Linked DNA regions of Danio rerio: region 2 is linked to region 1. A link is a contact called in public Micro-C data. All regions are on one chromosome and are shown on one strand. The core of a region is the stretch at or near the end of the contact, and the rest is flanking DNA. Distances in the headings are between cores, read along the strand shown.

The links. A called contact is a pair of places that touch in the nucleus more often than the background predicts.
Region 2: a contact with region 1 is called in a Micro-C map of caudal fin, with 5 times the contacts expected there. The contact joins the promoter of rsu1 here to the promoter of steap2 in region 1. A contact is called at or near these places in 4 of 18 Hi-C or Micro-C datasets (caudal fin, embryo, hematopoietic stem cells and 1 more) and 2 of 4 datasets of contacts at active chromatin or transcription factors (caudal fin and embryo).

Annotation. Positions count from the first base shown.
Region 1 is chr24:35,999,704-36,003,159 of GRCz12tu, forward strand. It overlaps steap2 (STEAP family member 2, metalloreductase), which reads right to left and starts at 1,531. Exons shown (of 4, transcript XM_073940973.1): 1 at 1,447-1,531. LOC100535932 reads left to right here. Exons shown (of 8, transcript XM_003201325.7): 2 at 2,091-2,154. The coding sequence starts at 2,129.
Region 2 is chr24:36,185,158-36,188,613 of GRCz12tu, forward strand. rsu1 (Ras suppressor protein 1) reads right to left here and starts at 1,820. Exons shown (of 9, transcript XM_021470373.3): 1 at 1,663-1,820. The coding sequence starts at 1,680.

The DNA of each region.
Region 1 (3,456 bases), core at 281-2,780:
GTAGATAAATAATGCAATAACTGACATCAGATAAAACGGTTAATGAAACCTAAAATTGTTGCCTTGAAATATAAATATAAATTACATTGCAAAGTAATACAAATACAACAGTATTTAAAATATATATTTACAAATGTACTTCAAATGTACAGTATTGTAAAAATAAAGGAAATTACAAAAACATGTTGGCACAATGACCAAAGCATTTGAAACTATTGAAAGTAAAATTAAGTAGAAAATGTTAATTGAATACGAATAGATTATAATACATAAATATTACAATACAAATTATTCATATATATAATTTTAATAAATTATAAGCAAATTATAAGCAAAACAAAAAATACTATTACTTAAAATATAAGCTGCAAATTTTTTTTTGCTGTTTTATTTTTTATTATTTTGTAGTCAAGTCATTATGTGTGGGCAAGGGTGGATTTAGTAATTTGTGAACCCTAAGCAATTCTGGCCGTGGGGCCTAAAATGCACATTTTGTACTTTAATTTATTTTTAATTGATTTATTTTGCTGTTTTTTTTTTAATCACTCAATCTCTTTTTCTACATTATTTTGCATCTTAATGTAACAACATGTAAAGCATCTTGTAAAACGTTATTTGTATTAAAATGAACAGTTAAAAATGATATATTAACTATTACGTTTTTAAAACTAAATCTTTACCTGATTTGACAGCTGAATTCCTCCGTGGGTGAGGCTGGAAACACATTTGCGCAGGTGTAATGAACGTTAAACTTGTATATAACGTTAGCCTATTTAGATCCTCATCATACAAAATATGATAGAAAATGATGAATTTTATTGGTATAATTTATACTTCTAGGTATTTATGTGGGGGCCCTCAGATTTTCTTGGGCCCTAAGCAACAGCTTACCTTGCTGATTAAATCAACGTGTTTGTAGGAACAATGATAACTAAAAAAAACTGCCAAGTTAAACATCTGGATGAATTACTGTATGACATCTGACTGGGAAATGTGCCTGTTCGGCATACAAACCAAATGTGTAATTCAGTTCAATAGTTTTTAAATTATCATTTGCGTATCTTCATTATAAAGTAGTTAGCCTAAATGTTCGATCCACAGGTTGATCCATGATGAAGTGTCTCCAAATTAAAACTCATTAAAAAATTATAAAACTATTCCTGTCAAGAATCAAATTCGGCATCCTTCTTCAACACTAACATGCTTGGAAACCTGAAACATGCGACGTGACTTGCCAAAAATGATTGTATGCTAATATGAAAACAACAGAACATAAATCATCCTTTATTCATCATAACACCAGAAAGAGCATCCATGTATTTATATCACAGCATAGACAGGCTGATCTGTAAATCACGCGTTATGAAGGTAAAATAAAGCATGACGCATCCGACTGATATGCAACGTAATTGCGAAAAAAACGTTTCAAGGTTATAATAACGGTACCTGTAATGGAATCTGCGGCGGCACCATCAAGCAAACCGATCAGATGTCCCTCATCGGTGACGGTTCCCCCGCCCTCCGTCCGTTTGATTTGCACTGACCCACGTAAAAGTGGTATATACGGAGAATCTCCTTTACTAACCGGCGACTGTTTTAGCAATTTATTTCCTCTAGGGGGCGCGAGGAGGCTCAAAAAGATTAATTCTACACTGAAATACATGACAATTCCAGGACGATTTTCGATTTATTAAAAATATATGTGGATGTGAGAGTGTAATCGGTTTAATATAACAATTTAAGCTGACTCAAAGCTGAAAAAGACATATTTAATATACTATTTTCCATCGCACTCATTTAATAACCACATAAGAACGTGATTGGTCCATCTAGATGAGCGCTGAGAAAAACAACAGTTAGCATGTGATGTTCTCATGCTCAACATGAGCAGTCTTTTGTTTTTTTTTTTTGCTAAAAAGTAAACAATAAAAACTTAAACAGACATTTTATTAAACGTACACAATTTACAAATAAAATATGTTCGATTTTGACTACTTCCGGACTGCTGTACCGACTCGTTGTGATTTACTATTTATTATAATTGGTCGTTCTTGTTTTTTTTTCTGTTTTCACATGTTGGAGGGATGCAGCTTGTCTCTGATCTGATGTGTGAAGACAGTCCTCTGCAATGGGAAACACCTCTGGGTTGATCTGGTAATTCGGTAGTGTATGCTCAAGCCCCACAACAAAGCCTAATCACCTCATCGTTGTTTCGAGCTCACAAAACAGAAGATGCCAATACAGTAACGCAAAAAGGCAAAGATGCTGATTTAGGAGATGTTAGTACAGGTAATGCTAATTTTCTTAAACACTATATCATATTGGAATACACAACATTTAATTTTCTCATTTAACCCCTTATCTGCCACTCCACATTTTTAGTTCACTCTTTTAGGTAGGCTATATTTATTTTATTGGCAATTGTAGTAAATATGAACACACACACACACACACACACACACACACATATATATATATATATATATATATATATATATATATATATATATATATATATATATATACACACTACCCACTGCGCCACCACATTGCCACTCCTATATCTGCTCATTAATATGTACTTCACTTCAGCTTATTAATTTACCAGCATTTGAATTGTACACCAGAACAACAGACAGAAATTGTCTCTGAAAACTGACAGGACAATAAACATTTAGATGAGCTTGTTTTCTGATTCGAACACAGTCTAAAGCTTTAGTCAGGCCACAATTTGCACATCACAGGTGAACAATAAAAGAGCAATACACTGGGACAAAACCCCTTTAAGCCAAAGCTGATGACATTTTCACGTGAGAGGGATTGAAACAATTCATTAAAATGAAAATCCCTGCTATATGGGCTGCACAGCCGATTAATGAAAAACCTCAAATAATCACACATAACAGCTTCTCTGACTATGAGTGTAGCTAGATGGATGTATTTATTAAGGAGTTAGATAGATGGGTGTTGGATTTATTGATGGATGAATAGATAGATGGACTTATTAAGAAAAAAGATGGAAAGGCGTCACCGTGGCGCAGTAGGTAGCATGATCACCTCACAGCAAAAAGATCACTGGTTCGAGCTGGGTCAGTTTGCATTTCTGTGCGGAGTTTGCATGTTCTCCTCACGTTTGCGTGGGTTCCTTCAGGTGTTCTGGTGTTCCCCTCTAGTCCAAAGACAAGGGTAAGCTAAATTGTCCATAGTGTGTGCGAATGAATGTGTATGGATGTTTCCCTGTGATGGATTGAACCTGGAAGGGTATCCGCTGCGTAAAATATATGCTGGATAAGTTGGTGGTTCATTCCGCTGTGGCAACCCCTGATGAATAAAGAGACTAAGCCAAAAAGAAAATAAATGAATATAGATAGATGGATGGATGGATTTATTAATAGAGAAAAATCAATAGATGGATGGATTTATTAATAGATAGAGTTGGGTGCATGTATGAATTTA
Region 2 (3,456 bases), core at 570-3,069, 190 kb after region 1:
GACTGAACTCGTACGAAATAGCCACTAAACTGAAAAAAATTTACGTACTTACGTTTCCTTGTGAGATCAGAGTTATCTGCCATAACTGATGTTGGTGTGTCACGACTGCAATGAAATTTATTTAAAATTAAAATTCCTCTCGAAGCGACCAAATTGCTAAAATTTTTTCTTTACTCAAAAATATATTAAATGTATTTTTTCAACATAGGCCAAACTTATGTGGCCCACATATCAATTTGTGACATCTGGGCCAAATACTACATTTGATATCTTGCCCAAGTCTTGTGTGCTGCCCTAAAGACGTTGTTACCTCTGCGAAACCCGGGCCACTGTATCCCAGAGCCAAACAAAAGCCTGCTGTGCCAGTTTTATGACAAATCTTTGCCGCAATTCTTTGCTACATGAGTAAGTTTGATACCACCACAAATAACTATCATGAATAAATGTAAAAAATAAATAAATAAATAAATAAAATTAAAAAAACAAGGAAATATTTGATATATTACATAAAATATCAAGGCACTTGGCAATGGGGTAGCGCTGTCGCCTTACAGCATTGTTGCGTGCATTTCCTTCATACCCACAAATCCAAAGATATGCACTATAGGTGAGTTGGATAAGCTAAATTGTCCGTAGTGTATGTGTGTGATTGAGGGTGTATGGGTGTTTCCCAGTGATGTGTTGCAACAGGAAGGGGTTCCGCTGCATAAAACATATGCTGGATAAGTTGACGGTTCATTCCGCTGAGGTGACCCCTGATTAATAAAGGGACTAAGCCGAAAAGAAAATGAATGAATCATGGCACTTAGATGTATTTGCCATTGAACTCGATAATAAAAATCCAAAGACTCTCATCAAAAGACTGTTTAACGTGACCTCTTGAGAACTTTTTTTGTTGAGCCTTTTCTGAAGTTATGTTCTGCTTAATATCAAGCATTTTTCAGCATTCTTAACTCTTCATCTTAGATTTAGCCTGTTTTATCTTTCTTTTCTCTCCAGATGAATCTCACACTGCCTATATAATATTCAGGTCTGGACACTGTCGGGGCCATTTCGTGACTGTCTTTGTTTCTTTAGCTGTTTATCTCTTCAAATATAAAGTCATTACTTTGGCAGTGTGTTTGGGATCATCATGCCGAAATATAAAACTATTACACATTAGATGTCTTCTAGTAGGAATTGCATGACGAATTAAAACCTGTCTGTACCTCTCAGCATTCACAACCCCATCAATTCAGGCGATACTGACAACAGAATTGCAGAAATGCAGATCAAACCAAGACAGAAACTCCAGTATAGTTCATTCATTCTTTCATCTTTCTCTAACTCTTTTTTTCATATGTCAAACAATTATACCCAGGAATAAAAACTAGAACCTGTATTTTCTGGTTGTATTTTAATAAAGAAAATAAGAATTAATATATAATGGGTTGTCATTATAGCCCCACTAAAACAACAAATGTACCTGGCGGCCTAAGACTATTGCACACTAAACTGTAGTTAAATAAACCAGAAATATACTCAATTTCTTTAAAAACCATTCAAAATACATGAGAGAAAATGTACTTATCCATCTTGTTCACTGATCATCTGATTGAATATAACATTACTGAATCCAGCAGGTGTCTTATTGCCTCCCCCAGATCCCCAGCTATCACGCACCTTGCAAGGGAGACACATTATTCAGACGTCTACAGAAGCTGGAAGAGCAATAAAAGTCTTCTTCGTCTCCTTCTGCAGGACATGAGCAATGCTTGGGTTCCTATCGCCCTGCACAGTATCCTGGTCCTCCTTTCGCCTGTTGCTCTCGCTCTGTGTCTGTTTTCTGCAGGGCTGATCATTTCTTCGGGGGTCTGAAAAACAGTGGCTCTATTTATAGGCTTGATTATATTTGGTGAGTGGCAACAGATGCTTCAGCATGGGTGAACTTTGCTTTGCAGAGCGAGAGTTCTGGATTCCTGGGCCAAGGCTTTGTTTATGTTGTAAAATCTTTAACTAACACTCTGGAGCATGTGCCAGCGGAGAGCGGAAACCTTCGGACATGGCATGAGGGTATCGGGAGGTGTGTGTTTTATTCGAATCCACACATAAAGAGCTATGAGCACTTGCACTTGATCAAAGCAGGAATGAAGGTATGTGTGGAGGTTGTGCGTGATTTATGAGGTGCTCTCGAGTTATGTGCCTGAAGAACTCACTGTACCACCAGCACTGCAGACCACCAGCGTATTATTGAATATGAGCCGTTTGTCTGGATTAGATGTGGATGTTGTGTTTTTATTGCTGTATATTAACATTATTCTTTACTGATGTATGATGTACAGTGCCTCAAGAAGGTATTCATAGCGCTTCACTTTTTCCACATTTGTTTATGTTACAGCTTTAATCCAAAATGGATTAAATTAATTTATTTCCTCAACATTTTAGACACAATACCCCATAATGACAATGTGAAAAAGGAGTTTTTAAAACTGTTGCAAATTTATTAAAAATAAAAAAAGCTGAAAAATCACATGTAAAGAAGCAGGGCTTAACATTAACTTTGTTGATCACTAGCCACTGTGGCTGCTAGTAGATTTCCAACATTACTAGCCACTTGCCATTTTCACTAGCCACAATTTTTTTGCTTGGAATATATTTTATTATAATAAATGTGACTTTGACATGCTAAAATGACTTGATATAGATATTGTGTTGTCCATATGTGTGGACGTGATGCACTATGAATACTTTCTGGATTGTTAGAATTTTGAATGATGTAATTTATAATTAAGCACAATAAATGAAAACATTGGTTATTCTATCACAGGGGTGCCCAAACTTTTACTTATGAAGGGCCAAAAATCAAATATTGAGAGCCTTGGGCTGAAAGTTAAAGTTTCTATAGGTAATTTCCTAATTTATTTTAAAGCACGGTCGCCTCACAGCAAGAAGGTTGCTGGTTCGAGCCCCGGCTGAGAGAGTTGGCATTTCTGAGTGGAATTTGCATGTTCTCCCCGTGTTGGTGTGGGTTTTCTCCGGGTTCCCCAACAATCCAATGACATGCGCTAGAGGTGAATTGAATAAGCTAAATTTGCCATAGTGTATGTGTGAGAATGTGAGAGTGTGTGGGTGTTCCCAGTGTTGAGTTGCGGCTGGAAGGGCATCCGCAGCGTAAAACAAATGCTGGATAAGTTGGCGGTTCATTCTGCTGTGGCGGCCCCTGAATAATAAAGGGACTAGGTCAAAAAGAAAATGAATGAAGGAATGTTAAAAAATAAATATTAAACTACATGAAATAAATGAATGAAAATTATTTAAATAAAAACATGACTTTAAATCATATAAATTAATGCCTTCGCGTGGGTTTCCTCCGGGTGCTCCGGTTTCCCCCACAGTCGAAAGACATGTGGTACAGGGGAATTGGGTAGGCTAAATTGTCCGTAGTGTATGAGTGTGTGTGTGAGAATGTGTGTGTGG